2 separate regions of the Sus scrofa genome follow, and region 1 is linked to region 2. The links are chromatin contacts, called in public HiChIP or PLAC-seq maps. All regions are on one chromosome and are shown on one strand. Each heading gives the region's core, a stretch centred on a gene start, on an enhancer-like site or on the middle of the called end of the contact. The rest is flanking DNA. Distances are from core to core; before and after follow the strand shown.

The links. HiChIP or PLAC-seq counts read pairs in DNA pulled down with a chosen protein or histone mark.
Region 1: a contact with region 2 is called in an H3K27ac HiChIP or PLAC-seq map of skeletal muscle. The contact joins the promoter of TCTN2 here to the promoter of SBNO1 in region 2.

What each region holds. Positions count from the first base shown.
Region 1 is chr14:29,330,489-29,336,962 of Sscrofa11.1, reverse strand. It overlaps TCTN2 (tectonic-2), which reads left to right and starts at 3,900. Exons shown (of 18, transcript XM_021072256.1): 1 at 3,900-4,439; 2 at 4,655-4,762; 3 at 5,168-5,256; 4 at 6,267-6,462. The coding sequence starts at 4,286. GTF2H3 (general transcription factor IIH subunit 3) reads left to right here. Exons shown (of 13, transcript XM_021072258.1): 13 at 1-1,248.
Region 2 is chr14:29,557,097-29,564,150 of Sscrofa11.1, reverse strand. It overlaps SBNO1 (protein strawberry notch homolog 1), which reads right to left and starts at 5,048. Exons shown (of 31, transcript XM_021073996.1): 1 at 4,515-5,048.

The sequences.
Region 1 (6,474 bases), core at 2,651-5,150, 230 kb after region 2:
CTGTTCTCTAGAAGCTTTGGATTTAATACTGAAAAACTTAAGTTCAAAAGAAAAATTATTTGTAATTTCAGTGATAAAAAAACATATTTTTCGGAGTTCCTGTCATGGCTCAGTGGTTAACGAATCTGACTAGGAACCATGAGGTTTCGGGTTTGATCCCTAGCCTCGCTCAGTGGGTTAAGGATCTGGCGTTGCTGAGAGCTGTGGTGTAGATTGCAGACGTGACTCTGATCTCACGTTGCTGTGGCTGTGGTGTAGGCCAGCAGCAACAGCTCCGATTGGATCCCTAGCCTGGGATCCTCCATATGCCACGGGTGCAGCCCTAGAAAAAAAAGACAAAAAAAACAAAACCCAAAAAACATATTTTTCTATGTAAGCTTGAAGTTACTAAAACTCCCTTTAAATTCCATCATAATGTAGGAAGGGTTTTCATGAATGAGCTGGTTTGATTTTTTTTTTTTTTAAATATATTGAGATAAACCCATTTGTGTATACAACCTTGTATACAGATAAGATTTTACTTTTCTCTTGATACCCTTTCAGAAACTGAGTCTCATTGAAGCAATTGATGTTTGGTTAGATTATTTCAGGTAAAGTTTGTATTCTGGATTTATGATTTTGTTAACAAATACACACAAGATTTTGGTGATCACTTTTCAAATATTTATTAACCCTGAGTTTGAGAATCTGTCTCTTTAAAATAACTTAGGAGTTCCCTGGTGGCTCAGCAGATTAAGGATCTGGCGTCGTCACCGCTGTGGCTCAGGTTATTGCTTCGGTGAGGGTTCGATTCCTGGCCCGGGAACTTCCGAGTGCCATGGGCACGGCCGAAACAAAAATAAAACCCTTAGGAGTTCCCGTCGTGGCGCAGTGGTTAACGAATCTGACTAGGAACCATGAGGTTGCGGGTTCGGTCCCTGCCCTTGCTCGGTGGGTTAACGATCCGGTGTTGCCGTGAGCTGTGGTGTAGGTTGCAGACGCGGCTCGGATCCCGAGTTGCTGTGGCTCTGGCGTAGGCCGGTAGCTACAGCTCCGATTCAACCCCTAGCCTGGGAATCTCCATATGCCTCGGGAGCGGCCCAAGAAATAGCAACAACAACAACAACAACAACAACAAAAAGACAAAAGACAAAAAAATAACATAAAATAAAACCCTTAGCCTAAGTGTAATGGAGATCATTATTTTAAGTCTAAAAAATAAAGCAGCATATATCTAAAATATGAATAACCTCAAACAAGCTGATAAGGTTTTTAAAATTTGTTTTATCATTTGAAATGTTTTATGTACTTGCTTAATTCTTGTTTAAATTTTATGTTTAACTTGTGTTTATGGTTGGTATAAATTTTTATAATAAATTAATTTACATTTTCATATTTGCTTACATTATTTTCTCTTACTCATTTTTTATTTCATGCTCATTCAGTTCATCTTCAAGTGTGTACTTTTTAACTGGGTTTGGTCATATGTCTTGCCAAAACTACACAAAAATATTGTTATAAGTATTATACAATTATAGATTAGTATGAAGTTTTTAATATACAATTTCTAAGTATGAAAGATTTAGAATAAAGATTTAAATGTTTGCTTGTAATTTTATGTTGCGAGCAATATTAACAAAACTTCAATTATTTGGTATTTTCATTGGATAGAGCAGGCCAATTTTAAGGTGTATTTATACTTTGGTGTCAGAAAAATGGGATACTTTTTTAATCTTGTAATAGTTTTAAAGCCATGAAATTCTCTTACAGGGTAAATAATGAAATAGTTGTTAACTATCTAGCCTGCTATTCTAAAGGCAGTCGCTTAGGCTTTATCTGCAAAAGGATTAATGCTCTGTTTTAAAAAAAAAAATTGATTATTTTGTTTATTTCAAATAATCCAAACATGATTTGTAAAAGTATCAGTAGTTCCTCAAAGAGAGCATGAGATTTCCAGATCCTACTTCTTGCTGTGGCACAGTGGGTTAAGAATCCCACTGCAGGAGTTCCCGTCTTGGCTCAGTGGTTAATGAATCTGAAGTTGCAGGTTTGATCCCTGGCCTCGCTCGGTTGGTTAAGAATCTGGCATTGCCCTGAGCTGTGGCGTAGGCCGGCAGCAACAGTTCCGAGTCTACCTCTACCCTGGGAACCTCCATGTGCCACAGGTGTGGCCCTAAAAAGACAAAAAAAAAAAAAAAAAAAAAAAAAAATCCCATTGCAAAGGCTTGAGTGACTTCTGAGAAACCGGTTCTATCCCCTGCCTGGTGCAGTGGGTTAAAGGATCTGGTAGCGGCCTCAGACGCCATCCCTAGCACAGGAACCTTACATGGATGTAGCCATAAAAATAAGTAAATAAATAGATAAATAGTAAGTTTCCATTGTGGCTCAGCGGTAACCAGCTCTACTGACGGGGGATCAATGGGTTAAGGATCCCTCTTGCTGAGAGCTGTGGTGTAGGTGGCAGAGGCAGCTGGATCCCAGGTTGCTGGGGCGTAGGCCGGTAGCTGCAGCTCTGATTGGACCCCTAGCTGGGGCACTTCCATGTGCCATGGATGTGGCCCTAAAAAGACCAAAAATAAATCAGTAAATAGAAACAATTCTATAATTATAGAATTATAGCACTGCAGGCCAGCTTTTTGTTCCTCCACCTAAAAACTCCATAAAAATCAAGCTTATTATGCAAAGCAATGAAACTAGAACACACCCTCACACCATGCACAAAAATAAACTCCAAATGGCTGAAAGGCTTACATATACGACAGGACACCATCAAACTCCTAGAAGAAAACATAGGCAAAACACTCTCTGACATCAACATCATGAATATTTTCTCAGGTCAGTCTCCCAAAGCAATAGAAATTAGAGCAAAAATAAACCCATGGGACCTCATCAAACTGAAAAGCTTTTGCACAGCAAAGGAAACCAAAAAGAAAACAAAAAGACAACTTACAGAATGGGAGAAAATAGTTTCAAATGATGCAACTGACAAGGGCTTAATCTCTAGAATATATAAGCAACTTATACAACTCAACAGCAAAAAAAAACAATCAATCAATGGAAAAATGGGCAAAAGACCTGAAGAGACATTTCTCCAAAGAAGATATACAGATGGCCAACAAACACATGAAAAAATGCTCAACATCGCTGATTATAAGAGAAATGCAAATCAAAACTACCATGAGATACCACCTCACACCAGTCAGAATGGCCATCATTAATAAATCCACAAATAACAAGTGCTGGAGGGACTGTGGAGAAAAGGGAACCCTCCTGCACTGCTGGTGGGAATGTAAACTGGTACAGCCACTATGGAGAACAGTTTGGAGATAACTTAGAAATCTATACATAGAACTTCCATATGACCCTGCAATCCCACTCTTGGGCATCTATCCGGACAAAACTCTACTTAAAAGAGACACATGCACCCGCATGTTCATTGCAGCACTATTCACAATAGCCAAGACATGGAAACAACCCAAATGTCCATCGACAGAGGATTGGATTCGGAAGATGTGGTATATATACACAATGGAATACTACTCAGCCATAAAAAAGGATGACATAATGCCATTTGCAGCAACATGGATGGAACTAGAGAATCTCATCCTGAGTGAAATGAGCCAGAAAGACAAAGACAAATACCATATGATATCACTTATAACTGGAATCTAATATCCAGCACAAATGAACATCTCAGAAAAGAAAATCATGGACTTGGAGAAGAGACTTGTGGTTGCCTGATGGGAGGGGGAGGGAGTGGGAGGGATCGGGAGCTTGGGCTTATCAGACACAACTTAGAATAGATTTACAAGGAGATTCTGCTGAATAGCATTGAGAACTATGTCTAGATACTCATGTCGCAACAGAAGAAAGGGTGGGGGAAAAACTGTAATTGTAATGTATACAAGTAAGGATAACCTGACCCCCTTGCTGTACAGTGGGAAAATAAAAAAAAAATTTTTAAAAATCAAGCTTATTAAGGTTCTTGTTTAGCATCCAATACCTGTAGGGTAGCTCTTGCAGTATTACTGAATTAGCTCTGGGTGGGGGAATTCCCGGTTTCAAATTGGAGGCGCACGGCTACGGTTCTGTGATCCTTTCCGTGGATCCTTTACGTCCTCAAGCCGGGAGGACGTAAGGCCTGTGGGTGGGCCCGGGACGCTGCGGCCGGATTTGGGGGCGGGCTTTCCCTACGGCTATTCCAATCACGAAGCTCCGCTCCGTCAGGCCGGAGGCCAATTGGTGGTTGCCATAGCTCCGGGCGCGCTTGACAAGATGGTGGTAGCGAGGCAGTCAGGGCGGAGTTATGGCGTTCCAGAGTTTCCAGGCTTCTAAGGCCGGCGCGGTCCTGTGTTGCCGGCCACGGGAGATCCCAGGCATGCGCTTGCCGCCGCCAGTCTCTCTGCTCTTGGGGTTTCTCCTTCTGCAGGGAGTCTTCAGTCCGCTCTGGGGGGACCTGGGTGCGTAAGGCTGCGTAGGGGGCCAGCGGGACTGGGGCTGAGGGTGAGGACGAGGGTTTTGAGGCCTGATTTGGGTCTCCTCCCGGAGCTCTGGAAAACACTGCCTAAGAAAGTCACCACTCAGCGTAGGCAGCGACTCTGCAACTATTAACTCTTCCCTGTCCCTTTCGACTCTGCAACTATTAACTCTTCCCTGTCCCTTTCTCTCCACCTAGTTTTCATCCCTCCTGTCATCCGCATGTCTGGCCCTGCGGTCAGCGCGTCCCTGGTCGGAGGCACCGAGGATGTGACCGTGTCACTGACTCTGCTGCAGGACGAGATGGGTAAAGAGTCCGGCCCTTCCTGTAGGGAGGGAGGAGATTGGGACCAGGGCCAGGCCGCCCAAGAAGCTTAGTCCTCAGGGTTCCTGGCCTCTCTGACCGCTGAAAAGTTGGGATGAGCGGCTGCTGTGGACCAGAGGACCAAAAGACAGATTCAGTAAACGAAAACTTGAAATCATACTAGTTAGCATTCATTGTGCTATCTCCAGGTCTTAAATGCATTACTTCATTTTTCTCATATGAACAGTAGTATCTTTTAATCCCATTTAACACGTGAAGAAACTGAAGTTCAGAGAGTTTGTTGCTTGTCCAAAGCCACACAGCTTCCATCCTAGAAGCCTGATTCAGGAGTGCACCCCCTTAGTTGCCGGACAATACTGCCTTGCTTTCTAATCTTCTCTCCCGTAGGATTATTCCCAGTTCCCGATTGTCGAATGCTAAGCAATGAGACTGGAAACTGGAGTTTGACTGTCACCCCCAGTATGGTAAGACCAGAGGTAAAAGCCTTTTCAGTAGCATCTGCAGAGGCCCATAATTAGAGTTCCTGCATGGCTTTCTTGGTTGGACAAGATGGATCTTTCTCAGTGCTTGGAACTACCATGAAACTGTGGGCTATCAGATCACCTAGACACCTATCCAGCCCAGAGGTTCTTAGGAGTTTTTGAGTTAGTTTCAAAAAGTCTGTGAGGAGTTCCTGCTGTGATGCAGGGGGATTGGCAGTGTCTCTGAAGCACAGGAATGCAGGGTCCATCCTTGACCCAGCACAGTGGATTAAGGATCTGCCGCAGCTTGGATCTGATACCTGACTTGGAAATCCATATGCTTCTGGGGTGACACACACACACACACACACACACACACAAAAGAGGAAGTCTGTGAACACTCTGAAATTGTGTTTAAAATTGTGTGTGTGTGCACACTTGCATGCACATTTTTTTCTGATAAGGGTTGCCAGCTTCCATGAGATTATCAAATGGATCTGTGACCCAAAAGAGCTTCATACACCATTGATCTCACCTAAATCTGAGCTTATGTGTAAGGACACTTGAGCCTAGAGATATCAAATATTTTACATTTAATGAATGTTTTATTCAGTGCCCAGTGTGTGTAAAGTATCAACTTCAGGGATAAAGGCTGAGAAAGGCAGACTTTGCACCCCAGGAACCAGGTCTGTTTTCACGGACATTTTTTGTATTACATCTTCTGCTGGTAGCGTCTAGTACCTTTATAGGTGCTAGACAAACTGAGTTAACTTATCACACTTGTGTTCAGCTTTCTCTGAATACCTGAAAATTGCTTACTTTTATGTTAAGTTGAGGATTAGGAATCAGGGCTTGATATTGCCATAGGTTTACGTGGTAGAATTGAACAGAATGACGTCATCCTTGTGTACAGTTTTCCTTTTGTAAAATGAACCGAGGCTGATCGCAGTTTCCATTGTGTGCCCTTATAATTATAGATGCTGTTTTGAGTCACTATAAAAAATACAGCAATATTTTCCTTTCAGAATTCATTGGAAGTGACAGTGAGGTTGAAGAGAGATCTGCAGTCCTGTTCCTCTAATGAGACAGCTTCTTTCTCAGAGTCCCCGTGCATTGTCCAGACTCTTCTGGTTTCAGCCTCACGTAATTCGTCCTGTTTAGCACATCTACTCATTCAAGCAGAAATTTATGCCAACTCCTCTCTGGCCCATAATGCATCAGGCAAGTAAAATC
Region 2 (7,054 bases), core at 3,799-6,298:
GATACGGGTTCAATCCCTAGCCTTGCTCAGTGGGTTGGGGATTCAGCATTGTGGTGAGCTGTGGTATAAGTTGTAGACACAACTTTGATCCCAAGTTGCCATGGCTGTAGTACAGGCCAGCAGCTGTAGCTGTGATTCGACCCCTAGCCTGGGAACCTCCATATGCTGCAGCTGTGCCCCTAAAAAGCAAAAGACCAAGTATCTTTGCCTTAAAAGTATTTTTTCTCATTACTTAATAGTGCTAAGCATGTCTGATTTTTGATCTAGCGTCAACTTTGCTTTTATGTAGCCAGGATGTGATAGATGACATTCAGTTTAGGAATTTGAAGGACAGGACTTACCATTGTGGCTCAGTGGTTAACGAACCCAACTAGTGACCATGAGGTTTTGGGTTCAATCTCTGGCCTCGATCAGTGGGTTAAGGATCTGGTGTTGCCGTGAGCTGTAGTGTAGGTCGAAGACGCAGCTCAGATACTGTGGTGCTGTGGCTGTGGCATAGGCCAGCAGCAACAGCTCTGCTTCAGCCCCTACCCTGGGAACTTTCACGAGTGTGGCCCTAAAAAAAGGCCAAAAAAAAAAACCCCAAATATTTATTGTCTACTGAGTGTTGATTCCTTCAAGAGTATCAGGAGGAGAAAGAGAGGATAGGTATAAAAGTTTGCTAAATAAGATTTTCTTTAACTAAAAGGATATAATCTGCATTTTTTAACGCCTTCTTCTCCTAGCAGCAATTGCCTAGTAAAGTGTCCCTCCCCTCACTCTCATTGCAAAACCTATAGGAAGAATGGAATTACAAAGGAATGTGCAGATTATATACAAGTTTCAAAAATGCTTTGAAAAAGCACAAGAATGTGGCTGGGGAGGTGGGTTGAGACTACTTTCTTGTTTACAACATCAAAAGCTGGCTACTCTTCTGGACTATTTATTATACGGTTGGATTTTGTTTCTACTCTCAAAATAATACATGAGTAAAAACTACCTGTTATCTCCCCGCCGCTTAGAAACCAAAGCTTAGAGAAATGAACTATAACAAGGTAAGACTAAAGCAAGCTTGAAGCAGAATTATAAACCCGGGGGGCTGACACCAAACCCTTCCAATCTTAGCCCCAGTTATTTCTTAATCCAGTATTTTTTGCTTGTTTGGTTTTTAGGGCCATGGCATATGGAAGTTCCCAGGCTAGGGCAAATCAGAGCTGCAGATGCCAGCCTAGGTCACAGCCACAACCACAGCAACATGGGATCTGACCAACTTCTACAACATACACCACAGCTCAAGGCAACGCCAGATCCCCGAACCACTCACTGAGTAAGACCAGGGATCAAACCTGCATTCTCAAAGATAATAGTAAGATTTGGTTCCGCCGTGCCACGACAGGAACTCCCAACTCCAGTATTTTTTAACCAAGTATTAGGGGAGTTTCCGTCATGGCTCAGTGGTTAACGAATCTGACTAGGAACGATGGGGTTGAGGATTCGATCCCTGGCCTTGCCCAGTGGGTCAAGGATCCGGCGTTGCCGTGAGCTGTGGTGTAGGTCACAGACGCAGCTCAGATCTGGCGTTGCTGTGTGGCTGCTGTGTGGCTCTGGCGTAGGCCAGTGGCTACAGCTCCAATCTCTGATTACATCCCTAGCCTGGGAATCTCCACATGCAGAGGATGCAGCCCTAGAAAAGACATTAAAAAAAAAAAAAAAAAACCCAAGTATTTTTCAAACTGCTGGTCATAACACATTGGGTTGTCAAATAATTTCAGTGCATTGTGACTAGTATTTTAAATATTTCAAGTATAGAATATTCAAATATTTTAAATACAGAATTAGAGCAGCACACACAGAGAGGGTAAACATTACTTCAGGAAACTCAGTGCTATGTGCGTATTATATACCAGGTCACAATGTAAAACATTTCTTACTGTGGAATGCAGTAAAAAGATTTGCAAATCATTGCTCTGTGCTACTTACTGTCTCTCAAGAAGTAAAAAGTTAACTGACAAGTTTTTTTCTTCTTCTTTTTAGGGCTGTAACTGTGGCATATGGAGATTCCCAGGCTGGGGGTCTAATCAGAGCTACAGCTGCCAGCCACAGCCACAGCAACGAGGGATCCGAGCGCACATCTGTGACCTACACCACAGCTCACGGCAACTCCAGATCCTTAACCCACTGAGCAAGGTGAGGGATCGAACCTGCAACCTCACGGTTCCTAGTTGAATTCGTTTCCACTGCGCCATGACAGAAACTCCTATTTTGACAAGGTTTGTACCATATTTTTTTAAGAAGAGTTCCTGATCTTCCAAAGTCTATCCATTTCATCTACAGAAAATTTCAGTGGTATCCCAAGACTGTCCATGATACTTTAGTAAGTTCAACCAGGAAAGTGGATCTGTCAATTAGCATTAAAGAAAAAGACAAGTGCAAAAACTTAAGGATTACATCATTTTGGTTATTAATTGACTACCTAATGGAAAACAATTCCACTCAGAAAGCATCTTTACTCCCTGAATTTCTGGCAGGCAAAGCATGAAAACCCAGAGCCTTATGAAAAATCAGCTAACTTGCTAAAACCACACCTCAGACCAGAGTGCTGTCTTCCTTCATGAGCAGGGCAGCAAGTCTTAAAGCTCAATTTAGACGCTAAGTAAAGCCAAAATGTATCTGTAACTAAAGTACTTGAGAAGAAAAAAGACTTTGAGAAGCATGAAGAGACTCTTCATACTGCATGATTTTAAATAGTAACCTCAACAAAGCCCATAAACACGTAAAACTGACACATAAGAACATTCAATGGATGAACGAATGAATGAATGGATGAATGAAGGAAGGAACTGTAAGCCACTAAGACTCCCTTTTTAACACCTACATAGCAACTAAAGTCAAATTTTATTTAAAACTCTTCAGAATCTTCTGGCATAAAATTAGGTTAGGAATAAAGTTACATTGAGAGATAAAAAGCAGAAGCCAAAGAAAAAAGTAAAGATGTCCTCTCTGGTGGATAAACTTTGGAAACAACTTCTTTAAACATAAAAAAGTTCCATTGTTTGCAAAATCGATGTCGCAAAACACCAATAGCAAATTCTGCATTTTATCTTAGAAGTTCTATACAAACTATCTTTTGTGCAGTGATTAAGGCTTTCCCCACTGCTCATGAAAATCTGTTTTGACTGCCGCAAATAACTGGGAAAAAATGAAATCCCTCTGCATTGTTAGCTGACTTAAGTGTCTGCAACTGCTAAGAGGAATCGCACTAGACTAACTCGGGTTTGACAGCTTTCTGGACCCTCCTGGCAGACTCTTTAGATACCCTATTCTGTCTCTAATTCTGGCTGCCTGAAGAATATGAAACATTTAAATCAACATAAACTGCTAATAATCAACTTTCAAAGGTCAAAGGGGGACCCAGTTTTAACCTCTCACCAACACGTGTTCAGTACAAACTTCCGGGTGAGGTTACAATTGGCTGCGCAATTCAATGGATAAAAACGTTGCTTTATTTGACTCTCATTTTCTCGCCCTTTCTTTTCCCACGTTTCTCCACCAGCGACTCCCCAAAACAAAAGCCTCCCACAGTAAACGGAGCATGCACATAAAAAGAGTTCCTCTGTGCGAGGATCAAGTTAGTGGTCCGCAAACATTAACCAAACAGAAGCACAAAGCCGGGGTGGAAAGGGGAGGAGCTGGATGCCAGGGTCAGGAAAGAAACAATCACAAGGGTTCAGGAACATCCAAATCTCCTCCGCGGTTAAACCGACCCCAAACCACTTCTGGGAAACCACCAGCGTATACTGGTTTGGGGAACTTTAGATGCTCGTTACGCCAAACGCTCTCAAAGTAAGCAAATCCCGGACCGCCTTTCCCTCCCTATAGATTCTTACTTAGGGTCCAAGAGGCGAGCGAACAAGCTCCAGGCAAAATTAACCTAATCACTGGGTGAAGCGTGAAGGTGGCCCCACGTGTCCCACGTACCGTCCCTACTGCCCTGAGAGCAAGGTAACAAGCAAACCGTAGGTGTGGGGGTCCACATCTTGGGCAACCCTGTCGCCTTCCGCACTCGCCCCGAACCAAAGCAATCCTCCAGCGGAAGACTTTTGAAGGGTTGTGGAGCTCACTTTCCTACGAGTCCGGGACCTCGCATCCCCTGGTCGAGACGGGGGAGCACGGGGGGCGATCCCGGCAGAGCCAGAGCTGGCGTCCGCAAACGCTGCCTCCTCGCCCAAACGGGGTGCCTTCGGTCTGGGACAGCGGGGCCCCAGGAGCCCGACAGCCCCACGCGCGGCGACCGCAGGGCCCGGCGCTGACCGACGGAGGAAGCCAGCGCGTCGGGGCCGCGGCCGGGACCGTGCCTCCGAGGACCCCGGGGCACGCAGCTGAGAGGGCAGCGAGGGGCGCGGGAGGCCCGAAGCCGGGGTGAGGTGGCGGCCCCCCCCAGCCTGGCCCCACACGGCCCCCTGAGGAGGGTGGGAGTGGGAGGCTGTCCGGGAGGAGGAGTGTGGAGACATAAAAGGGCTACAGGGAGGACTTACTTTCCCCACAGGATCTGACGCTGGAACACCTTCTCCCGGGCGGCGACAGCTTGAAGGACCAGAGGCGACTGGAGCGGAGGCGGCGGTGGCGGCGGCAGCAGCAGCGTCCGGCTCTGCCTACCTCCCCGCCGCCATCTTGACGCCCCTCCCCCAACCCCCCCCGCCCCACCGGGAGGGGGTGGGGCGACGGATGAGGCGCCGCGCGCACGCAGCGCGCGCCGCAGGACCCACGTGACTTCCTCCCTCCCCCCCCACCGCAAACCCCAGCCCCTCTCTCCGCCCCGCCTCTCTCCTAGGTGAAGGAAGATGATTTCCCCCCCCATCTTGGCCGCCCCCCGCCTTTTCCGCCAAGCACGGACTCCACCGGCTCCCGCCGACCCTGTACCAGTGGTTGAATCCAAAGGAATTCTGGAACCCAAACGGTCCATTATCGCGGCTCCGGGGTGGGCGAGGGGTGAGGGGGCCGGGTTTCCGAGAAGGGGGAGGGGGGGAAGACGAAGGCCGCCTAGGAGAGTCACGTGTCTACTGCTTCCGCCGGCGTTTGAAAGAATCGCGAGAGTTCGTTTTCCCCTCCTTTTCTCCCTCGCGGCATGTCGGGAGGAAGGTCTGTTCTGGGTTGCCCCGAGCAGGTCAGCCGGTGGGCCGTGCGCATGCGTCCCACACCTGCTTTCAACGTCGGGCAAGGAGGGGCTCGAAGCTGTTTTCGAAACCTTTTTGGTGCGTGGCTATGGCTCAGGAAGTTACCTAGTGGCGTCTTTGTCACTTTGAAAAACTCGTTACCTTAGTTAATTCTAGCAAGAAATTCTCGTAATGATTTCTTGTTAGGCTCTCCTAAAGCACTTTATTCAATGTGAGACCGCAAGGAACTCGGAGCCCCTCTACTGCTCCGACTGCTACAATCATATCCTAATGAGTGAGAGCGCAGTCAGCTCGGTTTCCTTTTTTCTCGCGCACGCACACACACACACACCTGGTAACCTGAACAAACTATTGCTCTGAATTAATGATTGCTGCATATCTGTCGCTACCGCCTCTCACTTCCTTATTTTTGTATTATCCATTATGATGATTATTATTGCTACTACTTTTAAGTGATCTAACAGAATAAACAAATTAACTTCTTGGTAACCCTTTTGTAAAGTCATTCTGAGAATGCTGTTTGAACCCGTTGCTTAGGTAATAGGCACGCCTAGGTGATTCTTGCCCCCTACTGGCGGTCGCTTTGCTGTCGCCTTGAGCTCAAAGCAGACCTAGTCATTCAAACACTTAGTTGTTAAGGTGTGAGCTCTTCAAGAGACAGTAAGGGGCTAGAGGAAAGGAAAAAAAGTAGTCATGGAGAGAATAATTATGAATCTTTCAACTTAGTGTTTTTATACATAAATATGCATTATATATGTATGCATGTAAATAAACATTTTAAAATGCCAACAAATCACTTTGCTACTGTTACTTTGTTTAATCCTCACACGCACATTAAAAACCTATGAAGGTTGGGGGGGGGTAGTTCCTGTGGTGGCTGAGCAGAAATGAATCTGACTAGCATCCATGAGGATGCGGGTTCCAACCCTGGCCTCGCTCAGTGGGTTGGGGATCTGGTGTTGCCATGAACTGTGGTATAGGTCGCAGAGGGAGCTCGAATCCCACATTGCTGTGGCTGTGGTGTAGGCCAGCAGCTACAGCTCAGATTGACCCCTTATAATAATAATAGTTCCATAAGAACAAGGCCTTCATCTGTCTTGTTCCCTACATTCCACTAGCCTGGTTTATGTCTAGTGTAGATGATGGCAAACAAGCAATTACAAATCTGTCACGTTATGAAAAGAAAGAAATACGAAAGAATGCAGCAAAGAAATCTAAGATGTTGTAGTTAATGCTTCAGTGTCTTTGGAGCTTGGTTGAAACAATTCAGTTTCAAAGTGGCCCCCAGGAGTTCCTGCCGTGGCGCAAAGGGATCAGCAGCGTCTTGGAAGTGCTGGGACACAGGTTTGATCCCCGGCCTGGCACAGTGGGTTAAGGATCCATCATTACTGCAGATTTGGCTTAGGTGGCAACTGTGGCTCAGATTTGATCCCTGGCCCAGGCACTCCATAGGCTGCGGGGCAGCCAAAAAAGAAAGAAAAAAATAGAGGCCCCCAAACAAGTTGTACACTAGGACTAGATGAATCCTAGATTGTGAAACCCAAGGTCTAACCTAGGAACTCCACCCTTTGAGGTACTTCCTGAGCATCTGAGCCAGATCCTTGCAGCTATCTCTGCATAATCTCTTTACCTTGAACCAAAGTAAAAGATGATGTTTCAGGGGATATTTATAATACAACTATACACATGCACCCAAACATTATGCATAATGTTATTCATTGCCGCACCATTTGTAGAAGCAAAAGATGGGGAACGACCTTAAGGTTTTCTGAAGAAAAGGTTAATTCACTAAGCTGGCACTCTCCTATAGCGAAAAAGTTGTTCAAAAGAATGGAGCACTTTCAAATAAATATAAATTTTTGTGTATATATATATAAATATATATATATATATATAAATTT